Linked DNA regions of Hordeum vulgare: region 2 is linked to region 1. Evidence: chromatin contacts called from public Hi-C data. All regions are on one chromosome and are shown on one strand. Each heading gives the region's core, a stretch centred on a gene start, on an enhancer-like site or on the middle of the called end of the contact. The rest is flanking DNA. Distances are from core to core; before and after follow the strand shown. Region 1 holds the start of LOC123445273. Region 2 overlaps LOC123445275 (protein ESSENTIAL FOR POTEXVIRUS ACCUMULATION 1).

Evidence for each region. A called contact is a pair of places that touch in the nucleus more often than the background predicts.
Region 2: a contact with region 1 is called in a Hi-C map of seedling, with 2.0 times the contacts expected there. The contact joins the enhancer-like site here to the promoter of LOC123445273 in region 1. A contact is called at or near these places in 1 of 6 Hi-C or Micro-C datasets (seedling) and 1 of 1 datasets of contacts at active chromatin or transcription factors (embryo).

The regions. Positions count from the first base shown.
Region 1 is chr3H:577,642,199-577,648,910 of MorexV3_pseudomolecules_assembly, forward strand. LOC123445273 reads right to left here and starts at 1,832. Exons shown (of 16, transcript XM_045122237.1): 1 at 1,623-1,832; 2 at 1,343-1,530; 3 at 1,156-1,238; 4 at 919-1,026; 5 at 459-585; 6 at 298-356; 7 at 121-192. The coding sequence starts at 1,741.
Region 2 is chr3H:577,809,311-577,815,871 of MorexV3_pseudomolecules_assembly, forward strand. LOC123445275 (protein ESSENTIAL FOR POTEXVIRUS ACCUMULATION 1) reads right to left here. Exons shown (of 10, transcript XM_045122240.1): 7 at 4,955-6,561; 8 at 4,579-4,861; 9 at 4,097-4,254; 10 at 3,059-3,675. The coding sequence ends at 3,356. Among protein-coding and RNA genes, the nearest start is that of LOC123445275, 6.5 kb to the right of the region's middle. Within about 2 kb of position 2,496, at least 3 of the 3 cell types and tissues checked have open chromatin away from gene starts, as enhancers often do. A contact at or near this core is called in seedling, where this site is marked.

The DNA.
Region 1 (6,712 bases), core at 582-3,081:
GACGCATCCACGGGCGTTTAGGAGGTCATATTTGCTAAGTCCGGTTGTAGATGCACTAACTAGGATTTCGAGGAAAGAATGAACGCTCACCCGCACAACAATGAAATTTTAGTAGCATACCTTTTCCCCCTTAACTTTTTCTTTGTTTTTTGAAAGTCCTCCTAGCACAATATGTGGTTTGACCGCATCAACCTGTGGAATAACATCAAAGTCCAACAATAAAAAATAAATTTATTTCAAGAAAAACAACTCATGGTCGTATGACGTAATAGTCTCGCATGTTTCTGAGAACATTACAATATCCAAGTTCCATATTTCGATTGCAGGATCCATGGTGCCAACAGCAATGAAATTCCCTGTAATAAAAATAGATGATTAAGCCTTAAATGTTTTATTTATTTTACAGAAAGAAGTGGGCACTCTTTGCTACTATAACTCAAGTGGCACCACAATTTTACCTTCTTTCTTGGCATCGGTAAAGTTAAAATCCATCCAAGCTGTGCAGAGTGGAAAATCTGAGAGAGGGACCTCATGATGAACATACATATTAAGATCCCCGTCCTCCAATTCTTCCACTATACTAACCTGTCACAGATAATAAAGTTTTACATGTCACATTTTGACATGCATATAATTGGGCATACATACTATATGAGCTAGTAATGTCCAGCACAGAGAGGGAAATGCAGGGTTAAAATGTGAAATAAGCACATCCGCATCCAGATGCTTGTGCTGGACATCAACCAAATTTGAGAATGCAAATTTATTTAGTCCAATCAGAATAATGCTCCACATAAAGATTTCCCCTTTGTGTTCTTTTTAGAAGAAGACTATCAAAAATTCAAAATCAGAAGAAAATAGCGACAGCAACATTTTTTAGCAAATGCAGAGAAAAGAAGTTGCCAACTTGACACTTGCCTGAAGAGAATTGAACTCATCGTCGTTATGTGCACAAACAATCAGCATGTCAGTAGGTTTGATAGCCATGTCCTCAATCTCCTCGTCGTCCTCATCACCATCATCATCCTAATAAAGCAGAGAAGGTGGCTCATTCACCTCCAATATAATGTGATAGCTGGTACCAGTACCACCACCAAGAAGAAAGAAGACAATACTGTATCTCCTTCACGGCAAGAGAAATCAGATCATACTCACGTCGTTGTTCCTGACGAGATGAGGGTCCTCTTCGTTGCTTGCATAGTACAAACCCCCGCTCCCGGTACTGAGAAGCTCAGGCTCTGACGCAAAATCCAAACTGCAGTTCAAGCAGCAGCCACACACAAAGACGAGACCTGATCGAATTCGATAGCAGCAAAGTGGGCAGGGCAACAGGAGCACCAACCGTAGTCCTCGTCGTCGTATTCCTCCATGTGGAGCTCCTCGAGCCCATCGGAGGCACCGACGACGACGGCGCCTCCCGAGCCGGTCCTCCCGAGCGCCTCGGCGGCGGCCTTGGCCCGGGCGACCTCCTGGTCGGCGCCGTCGACCTCCATCTCGCCATCGTCTGCGTCGGCGTCATTTCCAGCATATCTGAGAGAAAAATGCACGGTGATGAGCTTATCGTCGCGGCGGCCGCGACGGGGGCGGGCGAAACGGAGGAGGGGAAACGGAGGCTCGCTCACTGTGTGACGAGGGCGATGGTCCTCATGGCCTCGTCGATCTCCTCCTGCGTGGGCGGGTCCGCCTGGATGGGGGCGCTCCTGGCGGCGCCCCTGGGCACCCAGGACATGGACGAGATCATCTCCGGCGCGGCGGGCTTGGTGGCGCGAGCAAGGGCGGTGGAGTGGGATGGGGAGGGGACAGCGGTGGGGAACAGGGCTTTGCTTTTTTGTTTTTCAGGGAAAACGAGGGTTTTTTGGGCCCGGGGCGGCAGGTGGGCTTGTATTGGGCTGGGCTAGGCCGAGCGGGGGCGGTGTGCCGTGTGTCCCAGCCCACCTGCGCTCGGCTTTTGTTCTACTCTCGTTGTTCTTTTTTCCGAGAGTTCCTTTTCTTATTTCTCAAGAGAGAGAGAGAGAGTTCTTCTTCTCGGCGTGGACGTGTGTTTGGTGCGTGCACCGCCATGGCATGGCATGAAAGCAAACTCTAGCAGATCCTGCATCCGTCCGGCCCGCAAAACAGGTTTGCAGTTCGCAGAAAAACGTCTTTGCGGGCTGGCGCACGACCGCGGATGCAGATCCTGCATAACGAACCCGTAAAAAGCATATTCGTGAAATATGCTTTTTCAGACCCGTGCGGGTTGAAGTGTCCCTTTCATCAACCGCTTTCGTTTATATGCGGGGCACCGCAACGGCGAGGAGAAACCCCGCGTAGGGTTGGGACCGAGATTTTGCCGCGTCCTGCAAAAATATTTACGGACCGGGGCGGGATGCGGGGTTTGATCGGGTAGGTTTTTACGTCCCGACCCCATTTTAACGGATATTTTCTGGATCGAGACGGGATGCGGGTCTGATAAAGTTGCTCAGGATAGGATAAAGGTTAGAGTAGGACACTGCCGAACCGAACAGGAACAGCCATGCCAATGGCGTGGTCCCAAAGATCCTCGGCCGCATGGGCAACGCAGTGTGGTTGGCGGGCGCAGGCGGCTCCGCCTCCAGGCTCATGCATGCATGCATATATGCGCGAGCAACGTGGCTGTGAACCACGGGCGAGTGGAAAGAAGGGTGCTGCTTCCGGGCGGCCAACCCCGGGACGGCATCGGAGGGAGAGCGATTGCCCACCGGACGGACCTAACTACTAGTATACGATTCCTATTTCTCAAAAAAAAAAAAAAAAAAAAAAAACTCCCTCGTGCATGGTTGCTGCCCGTCAGGATCATTAGGGAACTGCGGGGATCCAACAAAAAAATAGATGCTACAACAAAATAGCGCCGGTATTAGAGCATCTATAGTCAGACCCTTCAAATTATGTTTCATATGTCCGTAAACGCGTCCGATCAATGATAGTATAAGAGGAAGAATGAAAAAAGCTATCCAACCGAATCTCTCCTATCATCGATATATATCCGGATTATTCATAAATCCTCATATCCACTACTCCCTCTGTTCCTAAATATAAGTCATTTAAGAGATTTGACTAGTGGTCTACATACGGAGCAAAATGAATGAATCTATATTCTAAAGTATGTTTATATACATCCGTATGTAGTCCACTAGTGCAATCTATAAAAAGACTTATATTTAGGAACGAGGGAATAGTTTATTTAGCATGACAATTTTTAGGATGCTATAACGTGCCATTAGCGTCATTGTATTGCGTTTTTTTTCCAGTGGATACAACTCCAGCTCCAAGCGGTGACTGCTGCCTCCACTGGCTCCTGTCCCTGCGGTGCCAGCATGCGTATTATTCCTTTAGTTTAACACTTTTTAAATTGTTTTTTCCTGTATTATGTACTGTAGTAATGTTTTTTCTAAAAAAAAAGAGGATAGCCCCCGGCTGTACTGTAGTAATATACCAACCTCAAATACAATTACGCATTCGCGCGTGTACAGGACAGGAGCATTGACTCGATCGGCCCTGAAACTAGTCACATCCTACATATCTCCGGCCACCCACATGATTTGGACAGATGGTAATGGAATCCACACACGCATCTCATCGATCGGTGCAGTGCAAAGAGAACAATTAATCAGCGACCAAAAAGAAGAGGGAAATGTCATTTTGATGTGCTCAAACTTAAAACCACGATTTAAATTTAAAACAGTAAAACTGAACCTAAACTCAGCCCTCTCACGCCTCGTCATTTTTGACCGTCCATTTTAGAAGTAACCCTAGCCGTCCATATCGGTTCACCGATAGGCTACGTCCAATCGTCCCATGACCAGGGGCGGAGCTGCATCTGCATTTACCCTGTTGCATCTTTACTAATTTAGGCCAATGCATCCATGCATACGTTTGATCTAAGTGTTAAAGTATCAGTGCAAAACACAACTTGACCCTGTTGCCTGTGCAACAGGGTAGCTGCATGTAGCTCCGCCCGTGCCCATGACGTGTAGAAGGAAGCCTTCTGAAGAATCGATGTATACTTCAATATGTTCAAAGGTCGTCTATAACATGTTCACCTTATACGTAACCGATCAAGTTGTAACCCTAAACCCTTTGATGCCTATATAAACCGATGGATAGGGCATATAGACGATATACAACGATTTTATGGTAGACCAACCTGTATTTTGTACTTCATCTTAAATCAATACAACACATGCAAGACATAGGATATTATTTCTAAGGAGAGCGAGAGCCTGGGTAAAACCCTTCTTGTCACCGATACCATCGCGACAAGACTAATAGCACGATACCCCTACCCGAGATCTATTAGATTTTACTTCATAATTGGTGGCCCATACAGGCCCCGCTATGTATGGGGCAATATCGTGATCAGATCAGTGCCAGCATGACCTTTTTGCCGGACCAAACATTGGTTTTCAGTATATATGTTACTACTTTATATTACTCCTTGTTGTGAATAGTCTTATACGATCCTCAGATGGATGGTTGTGGCTCCAGATACGTGAATAAATGAATGACCCTGATTGTATGTCTCACGGAAATCGTGTCCCGCAGATCGGGTATGTAGCTGCTTTAATTTGTGTGTCGTATGCTTGGAGCGACACCACAAAGTCAGCAAGAAAGAAATGGGTCACCGTGGGCGAACGGTTGGGGGTTGGATGGTTGCCAAGCTCGATATGTGTGTCCTGCTTGGAGCGACTTACGCATTTGCAGAGGCTGCGAATGCATGCTACTGCTACTAAATCATTTCATTTTCTTCCTCGTTTTCTCGCTCTAGCATCTAGAATAACCGATTTACTGAACTACGTTGATATACGTAATCTATTCTCATTGATGAATTATATTTTCCTAAAGGAAAACGTTTACACGTGTGGCACGAGGCAACATGGTTCATACGTCTTCATAATCATCTATATTGTCACATCAAACATATGACATTAGCTATTTTTTTTAGTTTTTTGGACTTAAAAATGCTTTATCTTTTAAATAAAAATCTAATTAAAAATCTGTTTTTATCATAAAATCCGTCTCAATGAGATATTTAAAACTAGATCCATATTGATATATTTCGATGAATTTTTTGATCTAAAAGTTGTCATGATGTTTACACTCAAGTTGTCATAGAGTTTACAATAAAATTGTCATGACATGTTTCATGGATCATGATGAAATTTTTAGTAATTAACCATGGCAAATTTAATTCATGGATCATGGCAATTTTTAATAAGTCATCATGGCAAATTGAGTTTATAGATCGTGACTATTTTACTATTTTGACCATGAAAATGCTAGTATGTTGAACATGAAATGTATTTTTTGTATGAATCACGACAAATTTTAATGCATGTGTCATGTAAATTTTAGTTTATAGTTCATGAAAAATTTGAGCCATTAATCATGCATTTTTAAAGTTATTGACAGCATATTCCTTTTTACTTATGAACCATGTCAAAAATATTTCAAGGATCATGATAAATTTTAGTAACTCATCATGGCATGTTTAGTTTCTTAATTTATTTTTAATAACATGTCAAAATTTACTTTAAACGTAGGAGAAAAATTAGTTGAAATATACTAAAAAAGAGTATCATGGCAACTTGAGTGTAATCATAATGTTAATTTATGTGCATTAGACATAGTAGCTTTTAAATTAAAAAAAGTCATCAAAACATATCGATACGAGATATAGTTTTCAAGATCTCCTCACGACGGATTTAATGATGGAAATGGTTTTCAATAAATTTTTTATTTAAGAGGTAAAATATTTTGAAAATTGAAAAGACGAAAGATTCATGCTGACATCATCAGTTTCATCAATTGTGCATATATGCGATGACATGATCCAATGTGTGATCATGGAACCTGTGGTCGGGTGTTGCTCATATCACACGTGTGATGATTATCGGTGTCTTTTATTTTTAATTTCCAGGTTTGATGTTAAGCATTCGTGTGGAATTTTCTACGTGTTCTTTCAAATTTGGTTCTTTGGAAGCATGCGACGGAACCTGATGATAAATGTTTCTTTTTGAGCCGAACCTGATGATAGATGTTTCTTTTTTAGCCGAACCTGATGATAGATGTTAGTCTTTAGTTTGTTGCTCTTTTTGCGCGTTGGTCTAGAGTTGCTGGATAGCTGTGTTCCTTGCTGATGTGGTGTGGGATTGTGACATGTTACCTTGTTGTTCATTTTGGTCTAGCTTGGTGTTATGTTATCTGGTTTTTGCCCGGTAAATAGATGTTTTTGAGCATCTATAGCAGGTTTTCTATAGTGTTCCAACTTGCTCCCTTCTTTCTAGTCTCCTGTTTTTGGCTTACTATTTCTTCGTTGATGTGTGTAACTCCAAACTAGAATGGATATTGTTATATTTCCGTTAAGTGATTCATGAAAAAAAAGGATTGTCCGGTTGTAATATATTCTTTTAGCAAAGCACCGCCTAAGGCCAAGAAGGGTCCTCGCGTCCTCAAGGAGGCCACACGAGGAACAAGATGGAGTTGATGACGACATGGCGGGTCGTGGTGCCGCAGGGGGAGGGGGCGAGGAGAAGGCTTACCTACTTCAAAAAGGCGGCAGCGGGGGAGGGTGGGAGGGATGATGGTGCAACGATAATCGTAAGCACGCATAACGTTGGGATATAGGGTTAGCCAAAGGCGGCAGGGGCACCGCAACGACTTGGGTAAAGCGGTGTGCTCTGGCGCGTGCAGCGGC
Region 2 (6,561 bases), core at 1,246-3,745, 170 kb after region 1:
GCCGCTCCGACGCCGCCATCCCTCCTTACACACCCACTCCCTGCATGCCCTGCTGCACGTCGTGCACCATGCATGCGCCATGCACCGCCTCCACCCACCGGTCGCCCTGCATGCGCGCCTACAGCCCCACCACTCCCCGCGTGTGGCCCTCCTGCGTGCCTTCCCCCGCACGGCACTACACCGTCATGCAGCCCCCCAGCATCGGCCCCGCCGCCATGCACCACTCCGCCCCTCCCCACTCCACCTGTCGTGTCACCACCTGGCCCGGCTCCACCCACACCGCCTGACCCCATGCCACCTCCACCGCAAATCCCTCCCCGAGCTGTGCGCGTCCCTCCCACCACCAACCAGCATCCCATGCGCACGCGTGGGTAGTCCGGCTACTTCCTGCCCAAGCAACAACTCTCTCTCTCTCTCTCTCTCTCCGTTTCTTCCACCATTAGCCCCATTCCCTCCTCTTACCGTGCCGCCCTTCAGGATCCGAACTGGGCCAACGCCATGCTAGACGAGTATAATGCATTGTTGCGGAATGACACTTGGTCGTTGGTTTCCCGTCCTGCAGGTGCGAATGTGGTGACTGGCAAATGGATCATTCGGCACAAGTTCAACCCCGACGGTACGCTGGCTCGGTACAAGGCGCAGTGGGTGCTCCGCGGCTTCACGCAGCAGGCTGGTGTTGACTACGGCGAGACTTTTAGTCCCGTGGTCAAACCCGCCACGATCCGGGTCGTCCTCAGCCTTGCCACCGGCAGCTCGTGGCCCATTCACCAACTTGACGTCAAGAACGTGTTTCTTCACGGCCATCTCGCCGAGACGGTGTACAGCACGCAGCCCTCCGGCTTCGTCGACTCCACGCGACCTGGGGACGTGTGTCGTCTTCATCGGTCGCTCTACGGGTTGAAGCAGGCACCCCGCACCTGGTTCCGGCGGTTTACCACCTTCTTGGAGTCCCTTGGATTCCTCACCTCCAAGGCGGACTCCTCGCTCTTCTCCATCCACCGCGGCTCCGACACTGCCTATCTTCTCTACGTCGATGACATTATTCTCACCGCCAGCACATCCGCCTTCCTTCGCTCGATCATCGCCTCCCTACACCGAGAGTTTGCCATGACCGACTTGGGGCCTCTACACCACTTCTTGGGCATCAACGTTCATCATACCACCTCCGGTCTCCACCTCTCTCAAGAGCAATATGCACTCGAGATTCTTGACCGTGCAGGCATGCTTAACTGCAAACATGTGTCTACACCCATCGACACCACTGCCAAGCTCTCCGCCACCGATGGTCCTGCCTTTCACGACCCATCTCTTTACCGGAGCTTGGTCGGGGCCCTCCAGTACCTCACCCTCACCAGACCCGACATCTCCTATGTCGTGCAACAATGCTGCCTCTTCACGCATGACCCTCGCGACAGTCACTACCAGCTGGTGAAGCGCGTCCTCCGCTACATTCGTGGCACCGCTCACCTGGGTCTCCACTTTCATCGCTCCACCTCCGGCGACCTCACGACGTACTCGGATGCCGACTGGGCCGGCTGCCCCGACAAGCGCAAGTCCACCTCGAGCTTCGTCGTCTTCCTTGGCGCCAACCTCGTCAGCTCGTCTTCGAAGCGCCAGAACACCGTGTCTCGGTCCAGTGCCGAGGCCAAATACAGAGGGCTCGCCAATGCCGTCGTTGAGTCGAGTTGGCTTCGCCAACTCCTCGGCGAACTTCGTCGCCCACCACCGCACGCCACCATAGTCTACTGCAACAACGTCAGCGCCATGTACATGTCCGGCAACCCCGTCCAGCATCAACGCACCAAGCATATCAAGATTGACCTTCACTTCGTCCGCGAGCGCGTCTCCCTGGGCGAGGTGCACGTCATACACGTCCCGACGACATCCCAATTCACGGACATCTTCACCAAAGAATTGCCAACTTATGTGTTCAACGACTTCCGGACCAGTCTAAACGTTGGTGAGCACCGCGTTTTGACTGCGCGGGGTGTTGGAAGACCGTTTCACCTCAGCCTACTGGCCTAACGTCAGCGCCAAGGCAGCGCCTTCCTATACGCTCGGGAGAGATCGCGCCTTCTCCTGCATGCGCGCCCACGACGTGTTCCACGTCCTGATCCTCTCCCTCTCTCTCGTTTCTGTTGTAACCAACCTTATCCATGTACGTATATATTGCACTCTGTGCCGCGCTATACAAAAGGGTTATGCGATTGAATTATTTTACCAATGATTCAGTTTGTGAATTTCTTGCGTCTTGAGATCATTTCTGTCCATTTTGCATGGGTTGGGTCAGATAGATGAATAGATCCAATCTGGCTCGCATTTTTCTGTCGCCGCAGCAACATGACCCTGCTGCTGCTGCCAGTCTCTCTCTTCATCGGTTCAGATCCGCGCACCTGAGACGGGGTGGGCGGGTAGGATAGAGGTAGACTATGCCGTTTCTGCGGTTCAGTGGAGCGAGTCGCTAGTTTTCAAATGTTGGGCCATGTGGGAACAGCGCGATACCAGTTCTGTCCCGGCTTGCACGCATGTGCTCCACCTGCATACATGACACGACTCCATGCTGAGCACATGCGTCCAAATCACCTGGGGAAAACGATGGATGCCATGATGGGGTTTGTGGAAAGCATGACGGTCTAGCATTTCAGGGCCTCTTTTATTTTCACGGATAAGTAGAAGAAGAAATAGAACAGTAAGGTTACTTTCTTGGATGACATTAGTCATTCATTTGATTCAAAACATTCCTATGCAGTCAACAAAAGTCCCTTTTAACATTCCTATGCACAAACAAGGCAAATGCCATCACTGGAATAGTAACAACCACCTAATAGGACTGTTTGTTTAGGATTCCATGCCTGCCTTCATAATGCTCAGTTTTACTACATAATAAGCAATCTAATTTAATTATTGGGTTTAGATTTTGACATCGTTCAAATCAGCCCTACAGCACATGCTAACTAAGACAAATAATGCCGGGCTTCTCAAAGATTGTAACCGACAAATCATCGCAAGGACGCTATGCTTGCTCAATCAGAGGGAGGGGAAAGAAATGGAAGAGGAATTAAGATGATACTTCCTTGCACTGTACAAGGAGATCACTGACATACATGCCCATGATTCCGGTGTCCTGTACAGATTTCATGTATCCTGTATAAACTCGAGGGCGCAGGTAAACACACCAAAAAAAGCCCTCCCTAATTTCAACTTGAGATTCTGGCTGATCTGGAGTATCCTAAGGCTAATGGGAAAGAACAAAGGGGGGCCAGGCCATGGCCTCCACAGCAAGGAATGTTATCAAAAAACATGTGCAGAGTCTACAGAGGTGAGCATGTACACAAAATGGCAGGACCCAAGCGCGTTAGTCATCGGGGCGGTGGATCTCGCCCATCAAGATGCGGTTGCTGTGGACCTTGAAGCCCAGAAGCGAAGGGTCGATCTGTTTTCCTTTCTTTGCTTTCTTCTTGGTGCCCTTTCCACCAGGGCCGCCGTCAGCGGATTCTGAGGCGTCATACTGCAGGGGAGGCTTCTTTGTGCTCTTGAGCATTTCACTGAACGAAGGACCAGAGGCGTCCTGATTGCTGCTTGGTGGGATGCCAAACGTCCCTGCCTCTTTGTTGGCTGAAGCAGCAGCTTCCACGCCATGGGCTGCTGACGTGACTCCTGATTCCATCTTATGCTCTGCACAACAAGATTACTATATCAGAGGTCTGAAACCATAAAATGGTATAAATCCCATAACATATCATAGAACAGTAAGGAGAACGTTTGAAGCTAAATATAAATGGAAGGTCAGGTGGCTCAAACAGACCAAACTGCTCAACTACAGCAAGTAAGAACTGGCCTATATCTTTCCTTTTTACTATCCATCAAAAGCGAAGTGGTCTTCAGTTGATACGATTAGCTATGTATATACTCCCTCCGTTCGGAAATAACTGACATGGTTTTTTCTAGCTAAAACCACGACAGTTATTTCTGAACAGAGGAAATATATTATTGGACTTAACATTAACATGACTGCCCAGATAAAGAGCTTCACTGAATAAACAACATAGATTCCACAGGAGAAGAAAACCACACAGGTAGGTTGCACATGGCGTACCATCGGAGGATGCAGAAGAAGCATGGCCTGCTTTCTTGGACCTAATGGTTGACGACAGATCTGTTGACGCTGCCTGAGCCTGAGAGGTAGCTGTGTGCGGGTTTGCTGTGCGCTTTAGCAGGGAATGGGAGCTTCCCTTTGAGATGCCAGTATCAACCCTGCATATTGAAAAAAAATAACTGTATTGAGCCTTATACTAGAATCAACTGTGTGTTCACATGCACCACTATGTGTAAACTGACAATAACAATTTGGACAAGTAAAATTACCGAACGTCTCTGGAAAAGTGAGGATAAACAAAGAACAGGGCATGTCTATAAGCAATGGAGAGCCTAGATATCAGGACTTGTATGACTGTGCAAATAAAGTATTATACTGTATATTTGTAGAAACAAAATATATATCTGTAGTGAAAGTTCATTGTGAGGCTTCAAAAAAGGATAATGAAAATAGGGGTGCAGATGAAAAGTTAAGAAAAGTACCAGTTGCTGACCGCTTCAGAAAAATCAGTGTCCTCCACTGCCAAGTTTGCACTAGAACCCTGCCTTTTCCTCCGGGCTACATCATTGGCATTCCCAACCAATTGATTAGTTGACACACTACCACCCATCACGTCTGGGAATTCTCCCCTTTGCATATCAAGCATTGTCGCAGAGCTTGATCTGACACCGAGTTTCCGGTTCATCTCAATATTGTTTGGTAAAATATCTAGACTAGTTGGTCCATCCTGTCCTAAGTGCCCCATTTTTGAGAAGTGTGACCTTTCTGCAAGTGGATCATCAAAAGACAACCTGTCAACAGATGATCTTAAAGGGTTATCTGCAGCGGGCTGTGCAAAAAGTGAAGAAGGGTCTTTACGTCCAAATGATGCCGTCGGCGGAACATCAGGGAAACCACGAGATTGCTGTGCTTGAAGAACCAGTTTTTGATGAATCATATCACTCAATTCAGCTTCTGGGTTCCTCTCATTGTTCATAAGGGAGGCCCATGCATGTGGGTTGTCAATGGGAAGATTCATTTCCACATTCCTCCTCTGCTTCTCTGCTTCAATTTGCATCTGATTTATGCGTGAAGCTTCCATCAGGCTATTTTGCAATTGCCCATTGGCATCTGACCAGTTCCTTTCCAGCCTTCCCATGTGAGAACCTGACAGCTGCTCCTGCAGCCTGTGTTGCTGGGGATGAACCCCTCCTGAGGCATGCATAGGCATCTGGCCTGCAGAATACAGATCACCATGTGTTTCCATCTGACCGAGGCCATGATGACGTGCTAGGGCATTTACAACATCAGGATTTGGTAAAGGAGCACCACCAGGCAAAGAGCCAGACCGCTCAAGAGAATGAATACCTTGACCTCCTCTGTGCAATCGTTCATGCATAGATAGGCTTCGGTCAAGATGGTCATGGTGCTCCACAGATGACGACCTCTGAAGGGACTGCAGAAGATCGAATTGACCAAGTCTGGAGGTGTGGCTTTGATTTGGACTAGTTCCTGTGCGGATAAATTGGCTAGGATCATCCATCGGCCAGCCCCCACCTAAATGTCGTTCTTCCTCCCTGCCCGCATGTTGTCGTATAGCATTGGCCAATTGTTGTGTTTGGAGCTGATCATGGTGCAGCCCTAAAAGAATTTGCTGCTCCAAAGGAAGAGCCTGCCTCTGGTTTGAACGTGAGAGAACATCTAACATATCATTGTGTTGCTCCCTGTGATGGCCATGCCCAAATTTTGCTTGAATGAGTTGTTCAATAGCTGCATCATGCTGCCTTTGAAAATGATGGGGTTGATGATGCAAGTCATTCAATAACTGTTCCCTGAGTAACACTTGATCGACCATGTTAGCTTGTCCGAAATTTGAACTCTGTAACTGTTGCTGCAACATTTGCTCAATAATCAGCTGCTGCTGTTGCTGCTGCTGCTGCTGTTGCAGTAGCTGTGCTTGGCGCTGCTGCAGCTGCCTCTGGTGTTGCTCTTGCTGAAGCTGCCTCTGGTGCTGCTCTTGCTGAAGCTGCTGGCGGTGTTGCTCCTGCTGCAGCTGTTGGCGTCGCTGCTGGTGCTCAAGTTCAAACTGGACTCTCAAAAGGTGCTCCACCTCAGGAGCAGGTGGATTGATGGACTGTCTGTGTTGGTGCAATGAATCAAACACCTGCCCTGCAAATTGTCCAGGAAATTCCAGATTGTTACGACCCATCATTTGTTCCTGCTGCAATTGCTCCCTTCGAATCTGTGTAAGTAGCATTTGCTCCTCATAGTTCAGATGACCTAGCTCAGGTTCAACCTGGGAAATTAGCCCTGACATGTTTGCATCATTAATGCTGTCCAGCCGCCCAAGGTTTGCGGACCACTCATCACGCACAGCAGGGGCTTCATTCATCCGGCTAAGCGGCCCATGCCTGATATTTGCAGGTGGAATGTCCTTTGGAGCTGTCTGTTTGGGATTTCTCCGCTCATTTACACCAAGCACATTT